2 separate regions of the Triticum aestivum genome follow, and region 1 is linked to region 2. The links are chromatin contacts, called in public Hi-C maps. All regions are on one chromosome and are shown on one strand. The core of a region is the stretch at or near the end of the contact, and the rest is flanking DNA. Distances in the headings are between cores, read along the strand shown. Region 1 holds the start of LOC123105596. Region 2 holds the start of LOC123105591.

Region 1 (5,985 bases), core at 1,793-4,292, 310 kb after region 2:
GCTCGTACCCATCGTATCATCGGGGAGTTGCCTGGGACATAGGTCAATTACTGTAGCAAGCATGCCCTTCTTGAACAGACCTGGTGTGTTGAAGTTATACGCCTACCTTTATGGGACAATACCCGTAAACTGGTTGAAACTAGCTTTCTTGGAACAATTTTGAGAAATTTGAGGTGGAAGGCATCGAGCCATCGGTCTTGATATCTTGGTCGTTATGAGGAGTCACTCCTGATTTACCTTCACAACTCTCTCTGATAATATAATAATAGGAGTGATGGCAACTGAAGGGTACAATTTTCTTCTCATGATGATTCATGCTTAAATATGAACCCTTTCCTCTATTACAGGAGGCAATGTAGACAATCTGCACAAGGTTCGGGAAAAAATGGTAGAAAATCTTCATTGAATGGAAATAGGAATGCTATTAATATACCACAAACTGGTTGGAAACTAGTTGTGTTGGAACAGTTTTGAGGAATTTGAGGTGGAACGGAAAAGCCTACTATTGCTTTGGGCGATATTTTGCTTACTGCTTAGGTTATAGTAAAATTTTAAAACATCTGCTAGTTAGAAGAGAGCAGCATGTAAAAAAGATTGCACAAAATATATGCCTCCATTTGTCGCACATTAGTACCAAGTCAATGCCAAGTTTATTAGCATTGAGTCATCGATCTTGATATCTTGGTGCGTTATGAGGAGTCCCTTCTGATTCACCTTGATGACTCTTTCTGATAATACTATAATAGTACGAGTGATCAGTGATGCCAACTGAAGGGTAAGATTTGAATCTCATGATGATTTATGCTTAAATATGAGCCCTTTCCTATATGACAGGAGGCAATGTAGACAATCCTAATTGATTGGAAAAAGGAGTGCTATTAGTATAATCTAGTGATAATCACAAGTTGTTCATGTACGTCATAGCTTTCTAATCAGTATTTGGTCACAGAGATACCTAAACTAGGTTCCATTTCTTTGCGAGTAATTTTTACTTAAGATTGTTTTTGTTTCTTAAAGCATTGACACGCTTTAAGATGTTCATTAATGATAATCATTAAGAGACTTATATGCTATTAACTCCCTTGTACCGGGTTATGGTAGTGACTTGCTTGCACTATAGTATATCTCATGAAACTTGATATCATGGAGTTTTTTGTGGAAGGTGGCACTGATGCAGGGACGCTGTTCTGCACATATTTATTCTACGTATTAAAATCAAACATACATGTGCCAACTGCTACATTCAAAACATGAGGTTTATTTGAGTTCTTTTAATAATGTCGATGGTACAATTACAGATGCGGATGGATTTGTTATTCCTGATGTGACTATTCAAGATGATGATGATGATGATGTTACTACACACAGTGTCCCCAAAGCAAGGGATCCTGAACCTCAACAGGCGAGTTACAGATCTTTTCGCCGCAATGTCCCTCGTTAGATCAGTAAATGTAACTTGAACAACCACTTGGCTAGCACAGTGGTGTAAACTCGTATTTGAATGAACAGGCAAAAGAGGAGAAGATATACTTGGGACCTCATGGGGCGCCACCATCAGGAGCAAAGCAGCAGCAACTTAACACAGTTGGCCGCAAGCAGAGTTTCAGAAACAAGCTGAAGGAGGCAGATAGGAAATCCAGTGGCAATGCTCAGGAGAACAAGGTGGAAAGCCTAAGAGAGCTCATGGGGGCTGTAACAACAGATAGTAGGGGCATGGCGAAGAGTTCTCGTCGCGACTGGCTTGACCCACACTGTCGTGAGTCTGAGTTTGATAGGAAACCACGCTAGCTAGGTGGCTGCCATATGATGCGTCCGTTTGCGCAAAAGTTTTAACTGTATACTGCTGTGGGCTACTGGCTAGGCCCGAAAAACATGTCTTTGTTATCTGCAAGTTTATGAGGAGAAATAGCCAATGGTATTCTATGGTATGCAGAATCTCATGAATCTTGCTAGAATGTGGTTTAGTTGTTTGTTGTATGTCTGACTTGAGATGAATCTGTAGCGGCGGCATGTGCTTATGTGTAGATTCTTTGCCTCCTTGTTGAAATTTGATGTTAATGGTACCGACGCCATTCTATATTTTTCCTCAATTGCTTGATCGACCGATCTTGAACTGTTGAAAGTGCTCACAATCTTAACAAACACAGGGCTTTCGCTTCTATGCAGAACCAAATGCAGTCATGAGTGCAGAGCAGCCGGTGACTCCACTATATAAAGATCTCTGAAGAAATGATTTACATACGGCTTTACAGCAATCTCTATAGAATGGAAGCAAGTCATCTCTCTCGCTGGAAGGGGGAGGAGGATAGCTCGACCGGAGCTCAGCGGATGAGGGGCGCCTTGATCCATCCGTTGGCGAAGGCGATGGCGAGGATGATGAAGGGGGTGGAGAAGCCGAAGATGACGATATAGGGCAGCGGCGTCATCATGGGGTTCTCCCCCTTCCTCTCCCCAGCAGTCTGCCAGTACCTACATCATCCATCATCATCCATTTTATCCACACCAATTGACCACAGACCACACATAGATGAACTCATAATATGGATCATGAGAGCTGATGGGTGCAGGCTTGCTTACTGCTCCGGTTCCTGTTCTCTGGTGATGAACTTCTTGCCGTCAGGCTTGGTCTCTCCATCTCCACCACCACCACCACCACCACCTGCATATACACGCGTAGCGTATATGGACTCAAACAAAATGCAACATAAGAGAGATTGAGGAGGAATCGTGGGTACCGAGCTGCGCCGAGATTCTGGAGCGCTTGCTTACGAGGAGCAGGCCGGCGCCTCTCTTCCTCGGCGTAAGCGGGGTGGCGAAGGCGGTGGCACCGCCGCCGGAGGCGAGGAGCGGCGACGGAGCAACCCTGAGGGCCATGGTGGTCGTTGTTGGGTTGTTCTGTGTGGAGGAGGGAAAGAGCTCTCCTGCCTCATGCACCACGCACCCTATAGCACTCACTCCCTCACCTTTCGGCCGCGTAGCACTCACCTTATCCACCAGCCAGCCGTGCTATCTTCCCTTCCGTGGCAGCTTTAAGTTCTTGAATTCACATTTACACTGGTCAAACTACCGGCCGACGGATGTATACACTCTTTTGCCACCCAGCTCACATCTCCTGATCAACACTGGATGCCACAGTTACTTTTGGCATGTTGGTAGTAACTCTTGGTGGAGACATTCTAAACTGTGTGGCCGTTCAATCAGTTTCATGCTAAGCAAATGAGACTAGAGCCAAGGTATCGTGTCAGGAACTTGTCGCGGCGAAATGCCAAACTGTGTGGGGTGCCTCAACTGACAGTGGCTTCAATCGGGTCTATCCACACGTGTAGAGGTTCAGTTCTTGCCAAATTTTACTTGATTGTAATATTAAGGTAAAGAGGATCAGAATATACGAGTTCTGTGGAGTGTTGTTTTTTCAGCTCACCGCAGAGAATTGGTAGCTAGTAAACTTGGTTGGTGACACGTATGATTGTGAAGTTGTTGGTCTTTCACTTAGTTTCAGGCTAAAGCTAGACTCGGGGTGCTTGTCTCTGTCTCAACTGTCAGGTTATATAATAAGCTCAAGACTGCAGTGACTTCATTCATCCCTATCTAGTACTCCCTCCGTTCCGAATTACCTGTCTCAGATTTGTCTAGATACAGGTGTATCTAGACTTATTTTAGTGCTAAATACATCCGTATCTAGAGAAATCTAAGACAAGTAATTCGGAACGGAGGGAGTAGCGCAGAAGTGAGTTTGTTCCCAAAATTTACTTAGTTGTAAGCGGGAGGTGAAGAACACCAGAATATACAACCTCTGACAGCACAAGATTCGGATGTTACATGCACTTGGATCAGAAGTTCAGAACCCTCCATCCAGCCCATACTGAAATCTTCTTTTCCTCCGTTCAGAGAACACGTTGCCGGCTCCCTCTCGATGTGCAACAACCAGACAAGGGACTGGATTGTAAAACATACTCCTTCGTAAGCGAGCCAAACAGAGGACCAAGATTTAATTTCAAAGAATTGGCAGGGGCCGCGCGAACGCGTACCCCCTCTACCACAAATTATGACGTCCACTCTCCCACTTGGGGAGATGGTGGGCCAACGCACCCACCAAGTGCAATGTGGGCCATTGACCCAGGCCACGGGCCTTCTTGATCGCCCGTCGACCCCGTCCAGGTAAGTATGGAACAACGCTGCACCTCGCCCCCCTCTTATAGTGGCTCCCCCGCTCGATGCTCTCCGCTGAGCGAGGTGGTACTAAAAACCGAAGCGCAGCAGCAGCGGCGGGCGTGAAGCCGTGAAGGGAGCCAGGGAGGCGCGCAGTCCGGGAGGTACTACGTCTCGTTGGGCTTGACTTTGCTCCTACATGGGCTGAATGACGGGAGATAGGCGTGTGGGCCTTAAGAGCCGTACCAGCTTTTTCCCAGTGTTGTCTTAAAAAAAAAGGTTTTTTTCCCCAGTGTTCTGGTCTCTTACTACTGCTCTTGAGCTGCTACAAAAAGACTGTTGCTCTTGATTCTAAAAAAAACTATTGCCCTAAGTCTCTCGTACTCGTATTTTGTTCACTTACTTTTGCTCTTAATGTGCATGGCCGCATAAGAAACCGCTGCACCTTTGGTGCCTCTTTTCGGCCTGTTGCACCCAAAAGTTTGCACAAACCGGCTGATACCTGGGTGTTATATACATCTGACTCAGAAAAAGTTACTAGAACATCTTACATTTGTGAACGGAGGGAGTATTGTTCATGGAGAATCCAGTTATCTTCGGTGGAATTTGTAGGATGATGATTTCTCTGTATAGATTCCGTTTACACAAGTCGATACATACAAGATTGTTCGCGGTCACACAATAATGCACCAACACAAACACAGCGTCACACACTTGTTACACGAAGGTAGCCACGTCTGCCGAAAAGAAAAGAAACAACGACGACTAACAACTCCTACCGCCGGCAACGGCAACGCGGTCTCCCTCTACACCCTGACAAAGAAAATGCTCAGCTCCGTGCCACCGCCGGCGCCGGCGCCGCCGTCCCCGTCCGGGCTGACCATGTAGAACGACTCCGAGTCCTTGCTCCCGGTGACCCTGTCGAACCCCGCGCGCATGTACGCCACCTCGCCGTCCGCGTCCGCCGCCCCGCCGGGCGGCTCGTCCACCACGTCCCCGGGCAGCACGCCGGCGCCGACCGACACGGTGCTCAGCAGCTGCATGACCGCGAGGTCGCCGTCCGTGGCCTCCCGCCTGACCGCGTACCCGACGCGCCGGCCGTTGACGTAGGCCGTCCACATCGCCTCCTCCAGCAGGCTGACGCTCCCGCCGCCTTCGCCGGCGTCGGGCGACTTCTTGGACTTCTTCTCGCACTCGAGGGCGATGCGGACGTGGCCCCCGGCGGAGATCTCCTGCATGAGCTTCCCCGTGAGCACGCCGAGCTCGAGGACCAGGGTGGGGAGGCTGCCGGGCCGCTCCTGCACGGCGAGCGCGATGCGGGCGCGGCGGTGGCCGTAGAAGGTGCCGGTGACGCGCGCGCGGCCGCCGGCGTGGCCGTCGTGCGGCTTGCCATGGCGCCTGGGTAGGGCCGACGCCGGGCGGCACGCTGCCGGCGCGATGATGGGGAAGGAACGGAGCAGCGCGCGGATGGCGCGGAGCGCGCGTGACGGCGGGCCGCGGACGGCCGCGGGCGCGCGCTTCTCGTGCGTGGACGACGGCTCTTTGAGCGTGATCTCCGGGCGCGGCGTGCGCGGCGTGGTCGGCGGCGGGGTGGACGCCCTGGACGGCGCCGGGGGCGTGCGCGGCGAGGCCGGGATGGCGCACTGCGGGGTGGTCGGGGACGCCGGGGCGACGGCCAGGCGGCTGGCGGCCGTCGGGGAGCGCGGCGGCGTCGCCGTCAGCGGGCTCGACGGTGTCGTGCGCGGCATGGCGTGGCGAGCTGGGGCGCGGGAACCCAAGGAGGAGGTGGCCGAGAGAGAGACCCTAGGAGCTCGACGGCAGCGAGTCCTCGAAGTG
Region 2 (6,414 bases), core at 2,072-4,571:
ATGGAAGGACGTGAAAAAGTTTTCGCGGAGGACCTTAAGAAAGCTGTTAAGTATTTTTATGCTTGCGGATTCTTCATTAAGTAATGAAGCAACAAACCCCATGGAATTTCAGTTGACTGTTTCTTCCATCTCTTAACTTGACTGTTCCAAATGAAGTTTACTGTGTCTGGTTGTTAAGAATAAAATATAAAGTAGCATGGAAATTTTAGTGCTGGCATAACTCATTTTTTTCTTTCTTTTGCTATGCTATTTCTGTTTGCACCTGTGTCAAAAAAATTGAAGTGTGTTCTACTTAATATTTGACACACATGGCATCTTCTTGCAGGTAGAGCTAGTTATTTTACCTCGTTCTATCATATCTGATAACCCACAAGAGCAGCAAAACCAACCGCCTCCACCTCCACCTCCACCACCTCCACAAAATCAAGATAATGCAGAAGATCAAGATGAGAAGGAGGAAGATGATGAGAAGGATGAGGAGGAAAAGGAGGTTGAATTTTATGATTGAGCAACCTGTACTTGATGCCTATTCATTTGTTTCTTAGAGCTCATTAGTTGTTGTTTTCTGACAGGATGATGACGAAGAAAACGAAAAACAAGATGACCAGATACCCGAGGAGTTTATTTTTGATGCTGAAGGTGGACTAGTAGATGATAAGCTCCTTTTCTTTGCTCAGCAAGCACAAAGAAAAAAAGGAAAGGCTGGGCGAGCAAAAAATGTCATATTCTCAGAAGACAGGGGCCGATACATTAAGCCTATGCTTCCAAAGGTCTCAAGTTTTACCTCATCAACACTGCAACTCTAAACACTTGATTGTTCAAACATTCCTGAATCCATTCTCGTGTTTGTTTCTTTATGCAAATAATGCTTCGGCACTTCTCCTTATCTAGGTCTGTTTTATTGCATTTTGAATTCCTCTGATGCCTCCCGGTCTTTTCCATTAATTTTACTGATATAGCAGACACCTTCCTTTGTAATATCACTCCTATGCTTGGTACCCTTTCTCACCAAATTGGTTCATCTAAACAGTTCATTCTGTTGTAGGGTCCAGTCAGGAGATTAGCTGTTGACGCGACACTTCGAGCAGCTGCACCATACCAAAAACTGCGGAGAGAGAAAAGTCTTGACAAGACAAGAAAAGTTTTTGTTGAAAAGACTGACATGAGAGCCAAGAGAATGGCTCGAAAAGCCGGTGCTCTGGTCTGTCTCTCTCTCGCTCTCTCTCTCCACATTTGCTTGTGCAATTTCATGGGAATATGTATATTAGGCCAGTCATGTTTTATGTATGTGGCAAAGCAGATTTATCTTACCGCGAGACTTCACAACTCTGTTTGGACTTATTCTCATGACAGGTCATATTTGTTGTGGACGCTAGTGGCAGCATGGCTCTGAACCGCATGCAGAATGCCAAAGGTGCAGCATTGAAGTTGCTTGCAGAAAGTTACACAAGCAGAGATCAGGTACTACTGAAATGTGAAAATTTAGCATTAGAATTTGCCATCTTTTTTTTAGTGATTAGCATTTGTTACTTGCTGCGTACCTTGTAAGACACCTCCATTTGTGCTTCCCCTCCGGGTAATCATCGTTATATGGACAGTTTGTGCACTAACTTTAGCTTCCATTTTGGCATCCCTCAGGTTGCAATTATTCCCTTCCGTGGAGACTATGCTGAAGTTCTACTTCCACCATCAAGATCCATTGCAATGGCTCGCAAACGTCTTGAAAAGCTACCATGCGGTGGCGGTTCTCCTTTAGCTCATGGCCTGAGTACAGTAAGAACCAAGAACTGCGTTGAATTCTTCTGTAATGCCAGGACATTATAATCTGGATAACATTGTGGATTCTACTTCAAGGCTGTCAGAGTGGGATTGAACGCTGAAAAGAGTGGCGACGTTGGGCGTATCATGATCGTTGCAATCACCGATGGAAGAGCTAATGTATCACTGAAGAAATCCAATGACCCAGAAGCTGCCGCTGCTTCAGACGCACCAAGACCATCTACTCAAGAATTGAAGGTACCACTCTTATCCTAACACCAAACAAATGTATCCTTGGGCCATCATTTTGAAGTTTCCTGCTGTGTTCAAAAGGCACTGAAGAATTTGTTTCCTCTTTGCAAGGATGAGATACTTGATGTGTCTGCAAAAATATTCAAGGCAGGAATGTCGCTTCTCGTCATCGATACCGAGAACAAGTTTGTATCTACGGGATTCGCCAAGGAAATTGCAAGGGTTGCCCAAGGTATTCTCAACACTACATCAGAATAATTACACTACTCGATCTGAAACCTGTAGGAAACCATGCCTGTTCTTGTTTCGATTTTTTTAACGCATTTTCATGGTATAAGGTAATATGAGTGGAGTCCGAGGAACCTTGTCGCCACTTAAAAAGATACACCTGCCATCTTCATCACTAACTATAAGCACCGACATACCGTAAATTAGTTATCTGCATAACCTTCCATGAACACAGCTTCTTTCCTTGCTGTGCCAGGGAAATACTACTACCTGCCAAATGCTTCGGACGCCGTGATTTCCGCTGCCACTAAGACCGCGCTGGCGGACTTGAAGAGCTAGAGAGCGATCTCGGAGCATCGATCGCCCCCGCCCAATTGTTGTTTGTACCTTCTGGTGATACAAGTCGTTCGTGCAGTAATTTGTGCAGCTGTCCTTAGTCCTTTCTGTAACTTTTTTTTGGGGCGTGCGTTTCAGCTCTTATGACCCAATTTTGGTGTAGGTTTTCTTGTCTTCTTTCTTTCTCTTTTACCAGCACCAGCAGGGCTAAAATCCGAGCATAACTTCGTGTAAATGTCGGAATTCTCCCACTGGCTCTCCGATAATTGGCCCTGTAAATCTACTGCTGTTAATTTTCGAGGCAGAAATGCGCTGCTGTCGGGTGTCACTAAATAACATTCCTTCATTTTTGTAAAGCATACGAACTGATATTTCTTTCTAAAATTATGCGAAGAAAATTACCACTGGTGACAGCGTGGTTATGTGTTTACCCAAAAAAATTGATGCTGTTGAGTATCACGAAAATATTTCCTTTTTAAATGCAAAATTAAGTGTGGGAAGGAAATTGTTACCTTTGGCAGAGCGTGGTTGATAACAGTAACAAATTTCCTACAAAAGGCACCCTGAAAATAGATCCAGCAGAAAATTGCGGCCCAGGCCCATGCCTCGGCGGCACCAGGCCGGGCCCACCTGTCAGACGGTACAGCGGGGAGAAATGGGGAGACCTTGCTGTCATTTTTATTTGCCTAAAAAAAATGCTGTCATTTTTATGGCGCGAACCGCTGCGGTGGGCGGTGGCGGGAGACGGAGGAGAGAGAGGCTTATCAAGCAAGCCAGATTTAGTACAGAAAGTAAACCAGAAGACCCCCCGCCCCTCCCTCCACTCCTCTCCTCTCGTGGCGGCGCCACCTAGCCGCAGCCGGCGACTGCCGGGCCGCCATGTCGACCTGCGCCTACCACTCGCCGCGCTTCTCTGAGGTCTCTCTCTCTCTCTCTCTCTCTCTCTCTCTCTCTCTCTCTCTCTCGGTTGGGCGGGAGGGAGGAGATGTGAACTGTTTGGGATGCGCCCTCTTCTGACGCCCTTTCGGGCTTCTTCGAGTTCTTCAGGATGACGCGTGGCTCCCGCAATGGCTTCAGCCGCATCGGCAGCCGACGGCCGGCGAGCACCGAAGAGACAGCCCCGGCGTGTCGTCGCCGCCTTGTGAGGTGCTTTTCTCGCCTGATTTGCGCGTCGATTGGTGCTAACCTTGTACGCTCTGAGTTTGTTATTCTCTGATTACCCAACACTTGCAAGCGCCTTGCTATTTCCTTTGAGCATGTTACAGAAAGGGGGAAATCCCCGGTTCGAATCCTTTTCGCCAACTATCCCACCTTATCGACAATAACTCAAAACTGGTGATTGGTCATTGGCATGAAATGGCATACGATTGAATTGGATCTGAATGCATTTGGTGTGATTGTGCATGTTTATCTATATACGTTTCTCGGTGCACTGTCTGTTCTCATCTGGTGTAGTGTGTTCTCTTCACTGAACTGCAGGACTGTGTGTGCATTGTGGACCCTGCACAAGAGCAACGGAGTTGTCGGAATGCCGCCCTAAGTGCTGATGGTTACAGCGGGTTCCGTCTGCATCTGTCGGGAGACGAGGATACACCTGCTGAAAATACTCCAACAGGCAGAGAGGTAGGCTAAGATTCTTGATGCTAATCACTGAAGTTTGGTCACAACTTAGGGTGTTGTCATTCTGTTTGATCAAATAATTCAGGAGATGGTAGTACATGTACCTGTAGCTGTAGCCTTTAATGATTCAATCCTGCATAACAGTTATGGATCTGTCGATTTCTTCTTTGCCCCGAGTTACATTATTTGTTCCAGGGATGCACACTTGTACAGCGTACTTACTTTTGTTCTGTCCGTAATCTTCCATTGAATGGGGAAAGAATAAAATTGTAGGTTCAGGGCCTCTTTGATTAGCAGATTGCAAAAACACAGGAGTAGGAAAAATGTAGGATTGAAATGACGTGCCCATTGGATTCCTATAGGATTTGAGTTTGTTTGATTGTATCACAGGAAAAACAAAGGATTTCTTCCAAGAGGTTGGAGTGGATGCTAGAATTCCTATGAATTGTAGTTGACATGAGGAAAAAATCCTATGGGATTCAATCCTGCGAATCAAACGATCAACGCAGGAAAAATTCCTAAGGATTCTAATCCTTCAAAAATCCTATGAAAATCCTTTGAATCAAAGAGGCCCTCAGTATGCCATTTTCATCTTGCCTACCGTGTATTTTTCATATGTGCTTATGAATAATGGGGTTCTGAACATTGTGCATGTGTTTTCATTTTACGAGTGAACAAGTTAGTATAGTAGCAAACATAGGCTTGTAACAGCCAAAATAATTGGCTCTTCCTCTGCTGCACAAACATAATCTTCTTGTCGTGTGCTGTTATAACATGGGTTGAATTTCCCCCCTCCAGGTGCTGCCTTTCTCTCTGCACCTTTCTTCAGAAAGTGCAGCACAACTCTCCTCAGTTCAAGCCAATGTTAGCCCTCAGATTCTAAACTCTGGTGCATGCAAAGGACCGTTCAAGGGCTCTTATGTTGATGGTCAAGTACAAGAGATCAAAGCTGTACAAGAGGCTAAAAGCATTAAGGATAATAAGCAACTAGAAGTTGGTAGAGTGGCTAGCAAGGATATCTCCTCAGTTCAAGCCAATGTTAGCCCACAGATTCTGAATTCTGGTACATGCAAAGGACCATTAAAGGACTCTTATGTTGATGGTCAAGCACAAGAGATCAAAGCTGTGCAAGAGGCTAAAGGCCTTAAGGATGATACACAACAAGGAGTCCGTAGAGTGGCTAGCAAGGATGTCACTAAACCACTTGGTGCAAGAAAACATCAACCATCTGGTGGAAAAGTTGATGTTCAGAAGCTCCGTAAGGCAGATGCTAATGATGCGGTTGAGCTATCTATTGCTGCTTCTGAGGCTATGGTTATTGCAGAAATGATACTTGATGATTGCCAGCCTGATAAGTTGACTGCAGCTGCCCTCGAAGCTGCTCTGCGTGTAAAGGAAGCTCGGAAACAGTGTTTTCTTGAGGAAACAGAACATGATAGTGGATCCTTTCAAAATGATCGGGATGAGAGCGATTGGCTTGCAGAATTGGATGAGATCGAAATGCTTGATGTATTTGAAGATGTTGGCCTGTGTACTGTTCAAACTGCTTGTTCATCTCAAGGCCACAACACAACTAACTTGAAACAGAGCATCTCTCAGCCTAGTTGTGCCCCACATGATGTAGACATTTGTTCTTCCGAGGAGCAAAATAAAGAATGGCACAGCCAAGATGCTTATACCAGTGACCATGTACCTGATTCTTTGGCAGAGAATAGTTCTGCTGGTACGCTAGTAAAAGAATCAAGTCCAGGATGTGTTTCTATAAAGCAACTAGCTCAAGATAAAGCAATCTCTTGCTCGAGAAATGAGGAAGCTGCTTTCGAGAAGTTGACTCAAAACAACCGTGCTTTTACTGAGAACTTGAGGAATCCAGTAAGAGGTCAAAATATCACAAAGGTAAATTTGTTGCCCATGAACATTTTTTTATAACAAACTTAATGGATCATATGCCTATCTCATTCAGCACTCTTCATCTATGTAATTACAATGTAAAATATATTTCCAGGAAGCTGGAAGAATTGTTGAAGAGACGAAGTTTGGTGGTCGTGCAAGGAAGCATATAAGGACTAGCTTCATTTCTGAGTCAATGGATAGCATGAATGAGTGCTCTCCTGCACCTAGAGCGACATCGACAGAAATGGTTGCCTCTTCAAGAGCATCTTTTCTCCAAAAGAATGAAGGTTTCCATGGAGAGGTTCAAAGTGCAGAGTCGTGCCATCA

Evidence for each region. Hi-C and Micro-C count contacts between places; a contact is called where the count stands out from the background.
Region 1: a Hi-C map of leaf shows a contact between it and region 2, with 5 times the contacts expected there. The contact joins the promoter of LOC123105596 here to the promoter of LOC123105591 in region 2. A contact is called at or near these places in 2 of 5 Hi-C or Micro-C datasets (both in leaf).

What each region holds. Positions count from the first base shown.
Region 1 is chr5A:646,845,293-646,851,277 of IWGSC CS RefSeq v2.1, forward strand. LOC123105596 reads right to left here and starts at 3,043. Exons shown (of 3, transcript XM_044527685.1): 1 at 2,736-3,043; 2 at 2,578-2,659; 3 at 2,182-2,469. The coding sequence starts at 2,874. The coding sequence ends at 2,322. It overlaps LOC123105595, which reads left to right. Exons shown (of 3, transcript XM_044527684.1): 2 at 1,299-1,402; 3 at 1,510-1,952. The coding sequence ends at 1,788. LOC123109097 (U1 spliceosomal RNA) reads right to left here and starts at 4,166; the gene lies at 4,006-4,166.
Region 2 is chr5A:646,537,217-646,543,630 of IWGSC CS RefSeq v2.1, forward strand. It overlaps LOC123105591, which reads left to right and starts at 3,322. Exons shown (of 10, transcript XM_044527680.1): 1 at 3,322-3,492; 2 at 3,622-3,720; 3 at 4,054-4,197; 4 at 4,993-6,090; 5 at 6,200-6,414. The coding sequence starts at 3,454. It overlaps LOC123105590 (magnesium-chelatase subunit ChlD, chloroplastic), which reads left to right. Exons shown (of 15, transcript XM_044527679.1): 7 at 1-45; 8 at 326-490; 9 at 573-770; 10 at 1,046-1,201; 11 at 1,354-1,461; 12 at 1,639-1,773; 13 at 1,855-2,016; 14 at 2,122-2,242; 15 at 2,495-2,930. The coding sequence ends at 2,577.